Linked DNA regions of Danio rerio: region 1 is linked to region 2. Evidence: chromatin contacts called from public HiChIP or PLAC-seq data. All regions are on one chromosome and are shown on one strand. Each heading gives the region's core, a stretch centred on a gene start, on an enhancer-like site or on the middle of the called end of the contact. The rest is flanking DNA. Distances are from core to core; before and after follow the strand shown. Region 1 holds the start of tcea1 (transcription elongation factor A (SII), 1). Region 2 holds the start of atpsckmt (fATP synthase c subunit lysine N-methyltransferase).

Region 1 (2,700 bases), core at 63-2,562, 260 kb after region 2:
TTACCCAAAATCACATATTTATAAGATAAGAAAAATGATTTTAAAATATTTTGAGCAATAAAAGCTTCAACATTAAGCCGAGTATTTTAGCAAGACCAAAACAAATGTGAAATAGTTTCATTAAAGCTTTCACAAAAACAGCACTCTAACTGAATATCAATTTCAAATTTTGTAGAAATATTTATATATTTTTTGTAGAATAAACTCTATGAAGTAATTTAAATGATATTTCTTTAGCCTTATTTGTAATAACAAAAAAGATTTAGGTACTTGAGTCCAGTTTACAATATTAAATATATTGTTCCAGCAAAAAAAAAAAAAAAAAAAAAAAAAAAAACATATGGTCTAGACATTTTTTCTTTTAGGCCAAAGGTCTAATTTTGGGATTATTAGGCTTAAATCCAGAGTAACAGATAAAACCGACTGAGGTCTGTTTAGGTCTAGGAGGACAAACAGAAACCGCTCGTGTACATACACTGCTTTTGTACAGCATATGTATACCAGGTATTTACCGTTAGTATCATAAATTACATTTCATGTAATGTAATAGGAATTTTCTATCTTGCGATAAATTCTGTAAATGTAAATAATGTTCCTTTATTAAATGATTTATTAACTAATATAGTCCATAGTTAAACAAATTGTGAAAGAATAGTGATTTGTTTCGTTTACAAGATATTGGCAATATTCCCAATAAGAAAACGTTGTGGAGAGAAGTTGTGATTAAATAAGCTTCCATGTCGTTAGCACTTGTTGGTGAAAATTTTAGTTTCATTGTCAGTTTTTCAATTTTATAATTACACATTAAATTCTGGTTAGTCGGACAACCAATTCACAGACATCCCATGGCATCAAAACTTCTATGCACGAAAATAAGTTCACCTAATTATTTAGAAAAACAATTTACTGAAAGCAGAAGAAAACATGAGTACATTACCACCTCACCAGACATCAAAACCGTGTCGTTTTGTTGTCAATCTGTTTCATTGTAAATCGAGCACGAGCGCGCCCTAGTGTTGCATGTACAAATTGCTGGTCGCTCACAGACCAGACCGTTTTTAATCAAAATCACAGCACAAATTGCTGTATACTATCCAAGGGCTCATCGTTTTTACTAGTATTGTGTGTATCTTTCGGCTCATATATTTGTTTGTCGTTCAATAATTCCCTGTATGAAATTATTCATTAATTTGAATCGCTTCTCAAGTGAGGCGCGCTGGATATTTTTGATTAATGTTGCCTGGACTTTACATCGATTCAATCAAAGCGCGTTTCAATGGGTTGATTAGTGATGTCTGAGGGCTTTTCATAGACACGCCTTCCTATCAGAGCTGCTACGGTCGCCGCCGGTGGAGTGGTGTGTTCGCGGGGTGTTTTACGTTTTTTTAAACATTTATACTACGTTTAATTTGAAAATCTGCCATAAAACATAAACAATGGGCAAAAAGGAAGAAGAAGAGATCATCCGGATCGCGAAGAAGATGGATAAAATGGCACAGAAAAAGAACGGGGTGAGGTGTTTTGTCATGAATGAATTCCCTGTCTCGGACGAGGCTACATTGATACATAACAAGCTAACAGTTACATTCATTGAGAAGCGCCTATTTCATAATGCACATCGATCATAGGGATCTATTTTGTAATAGCTTTTGTGGCCAAATGTCAAACGAGCTTTGTGTATAGTGGTTCAGTTTATTGTTTTAATAATTTGATCACCTAGCAGAGCAGTTAGCAACATTAGCTGCTGTTAGCGCGGATAAATGCACGGGGTCAGTCAGCGGGAGGCAGTAATGCAACTGATTTCATCTCAAAACAAACAAGACATTAGTCTCTTACTTTATTATAATAAAACATATGAAACCACAATTTCTAAAAACTAATTGTTGTGTAGAAGTGAGTTAAAGTGATGCTAATTAGCAGAAGTTTGGCTACAAAGTGGCTGCTGTTGACGTCACTGTAAACACGCGCGTGTTATTGAAGTGCTCATGCTACAATTTGCACGACAAAATGTATAATCTAGAAAATCTCCAAATCGCTGTTATCTTCTTATTTTGCCCTATACACTTTTAATATTTTTTTATCTTTTCTATTTCTATCCTCAGATCAGATAGCCTATTGATATTTCTTTGTTTTTTGTTTGATTTCTGTTGTTTTATTTTCCTCTTATTTTCCTTCTTTTTATTCTTTATTGGGACCATTGTGAATAATCTAATGATTTTTATTGTAAATAATGTGTACTAAATTACTTTTCTGTTATGCTATAAATGTTCATACTTTTTAATGTGCATGTTAAACTATTATATTGAGTTACATTTTACCAAATCTTTGTTTGTTTTTTTGAAGGTTGGTGCTCTGGACTTATTAAAGGAACTAAAGAATATACCCATGACCCTGGAACTACTGCAGGTACGTTTCCTCTCTTCACATCATTCGTGCTTCATCACTCGACAATTACATTTTATAATAAGAAATTTTCTTTGCATTCTTATAAATAGTCCACGAGAATCGGGATGTCAGTCAATGCCATCCGCAAACAGAGCACAGATGACGAAGTGACCTCACTGGCCAAGTCTTTGATCAAGTCCTGGAAGAAGTTGCTGGGTAAGAAAAGACAAATGTTTAAGAAAAAACGTTTTTATCCTTATGATTTTTCCATCTAATTTTATTTTAAAGTTATAGTTAACCACATTATCCATATGT
Region 2 (2,700 bases), core at 142-2,641:
CCTAAGAATAACTCTGAGAAAATGAACTGTGATTGGTTGGTTTACATGTCAGCTGGGTACTTTTTGACCAATGAAAGCTGCTGTAGAGTTTGAACTCAGTAGAATGTTTTATTTTAACAGCATCATCCAGTAACAGCACAGTGCTTCTACCCTTTTGCCTTCTGCTGCCAAATGAAGCTTACTGATATTTCGGTGGCAAGTAGCTGCTTCAATTTAAAAAGAATTTTTTTTGAGATTTCAGCTACAAGTTTGTCATCTGAGACAAATTTGGGAAGATTCCTGACATCCTAGGCTAAAATCTGTGATCTGCGATCATTGGTTTGACGTGTTCACAGACAGCCACTTATGGCTTTTGAGATCAGATTATTCCTCCGATGATGTCAATACAGTTTTTGTCTTTCTTATTTGATTTGATTTTTGATTTGATTTTGATTTGATTTATTTATTTTCGAACAAAAATATCATACATAAAATATCATTAACAAAAATAAATACTAAAATATTATTGTGACATGCTAAGTGCAAAATTGACGCTACAGATTGATTATGTTTGCTGTGAGGAATCATTTCAGAACGCAGGATAGAAAAAATGGATGTTGGACAATGTATAACAGACAGTAAACTGTATTGACATTATTATATTATGTCATTATATTATTGTAGCGAGTAGGGCGAGGAGGTCGAGAGCCATGGGAACAAAGCGAGGTCGGTGCTTGAGTGATTTCAGGCACCAGACTCTAGTCCCACGGAGAAGCTCTTGATCATAAAATGAGGAGAGACAGCAGTGGAAGACGAGAGAGGACTAGGCCTGGATATTTTGTTTGTTTGCTTTTGATTTCAGTTTGGTGGCAGTCTCCATGAGAAGCTGCCTTCTGTTTGATTTATTTTTCATTAATAAATTATTTAAAAGTTTGTCGTTCTTCGCCTCCTTCCCGATGGCCAGGTTCATTAAAACTATATTACATTATATTATATTATATTATATTATATTATATTATATTTATTATATTTATTATATTTATTATATTATATTATATAATTCATTAAAGAAAGATGTAAACAATAAAAACACATACATAGAGGCACACAGACATTCATACATGCATGTTATATTAATTTATCATGTTTTTATGTTGTGTACAATAGCAAACACAAACATGATTTAAAACTACTATGGCTTGCCATTTAGAGTTACATTTGCACAATAGTGCCTCCCTCTGGAACATCAAAATAGTTACAGCTGTTTTTCCTTTTAAAGTATTATAGGAATTCAAATAAAGAAAAAATCCTAAAAATATTGAAGCAATGTTTGTTATATATCTGTAAGTCTCGTCATGTTCTTATCAATTAATACTTGTTGTATAAGTGACACAGAAAGCGGAACTAATGTCGCTCTTTTATCCTGTCGTCGGACCGAAAGCGAGGTGCACCGATTCACATGTCTATCGTCTCGTCAAAAACCCGTTGACGTTTTGTGGTAGTTTTAAAAATATCAGTGCAATAAATAGACCATATATTAATTTGTATATTGCCATGATTGCACCATTAAATCAGTACAATGATTTGCTGTTTACTCGTGTGACCGCTTTAATTACAACTGTATAAAAAGCTGCGTGCATTCAGTGAGGAGGTCACTGCTGGTTTTCATTCCAGCATGTCTGAGATGACAGAATCAGATTTGTCCACAGACTCTTATAAGCATGGATCATCCGGTGAAGGTTCTTTTAAAAAACGACTGGGTATTATTGCAACTTGTGTCGTGGGAGGCTCGTTGGTGGCTCTGTATGCGGTGACCGGTCCGTTTGTTGCACCAGCACTGAGGAAAGTTTGTCTTCCGTTCGTACCCGCAACCGGGACACAGTTAGAAAATGTTTTCAGTGTTTTAAAAGGTAGATCAGGGTCCCTGGTGGATATCGGAAGCGGAGATGGACGGATAGTGAGTTTCTTGATTTTGACTTTTTTCATTTAGATGTTGTGCATCTACATACAGTGCCTTATAAACATCACAGTCCTAAAAGCTGGTTTTCTTGTGTCTGTTTTGGTGAAGGTGATTGCTGCTGCAAAACGAGGCTTTAAGGCAGTTGGCTTTGAACTGAACCCATGGCTGGTGTGGTACTCCCGTTACAAAGCCTGGAGGGAAGGTGTTCATCACACCACATCTTTTTATATTTCAGACCTTTGGAAGGTGAGAACTGGTCAGTCGTAGCATTTTTGCAGACTCATTTTATTTATATTTGTATTTATATTAAGACAACATGATACTTAAGAATTTTAAAAAGTCAATATTCATTGGAACAACCCTGGTTTTTATATTGTACCACCAATGAAATCAGTCAGGTACATAATAATAGTAGTGATATACAGTAGTACTAAAATAATTTATTGTCATTTTCAAATATAAATTATCCAAATTACAATGCTTTTTTTTTTAATTGAAATTTCAAAGAAACTTTTTGATCTTTATATACCATATCTGTTATAAACTATAATTAATACACAGGGAAAATCCAGTGAAATCAATTTCTAGTGGTTTTTTAATTTTGCCATAGCTGTATGCACAAAAGCCATGGTGTCTCGAGTATGGTGGCAGATAGAGCTTAACGTGCTGCAGTTCAAGAAAACACATGCAATTACAAAAGATGCCACTGAATTAGTAAAATATCTTCATCCATTTGACAGCACATGTGCTTCAAATCTTCA

Evidence for each region. HiChIP or PLAC-seq counts read pairs in DNA pulled down with a chosen protein or histone mark.
Region 1: an H3K4me3 HiChIP or PLAC-seq map of embryo shows a contact between it and region 2, with 4 times the contacts expected there. The contact joins the promoter of tcea1 here to the promoter of atpsckmt in region 2. A contact is called at or near these places in 2 of 4 datasets of contacts at active chromatin or transcription factors (embryo and gastrula embryo).

The regions. Positions count from the first base shown.
Region 1 is chr2:33,698,844-33,701,543 of GRCz12tu, forward strand. It overlaps tcea1 (transcription elongation factor A (SII), 1), which reads left to right and starts at 1,313. Exons shown (of 10, transcript NM_199994.2): 1 at 1,313-1,511; 2 at 2,344-2,406; 3 at 2,496-2,601. The coding sequence starts at 1,437. It overlaps LOC101882676, which reads right to left and starts at 1,001. Exons shown (of 3, transcript XR_012392620.1): 1 at 938-1,001.
Region 2 is chr2:33,439,246-33,441,945 of GRCz12tu, forward strand. atpsckmt (fATP synthase c subunit lysine N-methyltransferase) reads left to right here and starts at 1,392. Exons shown (of 4, transcript NM_001291706.1): 1 at 1,392-1,936; 2 at 2,048-2,185. The coding sequence starts at 1,655.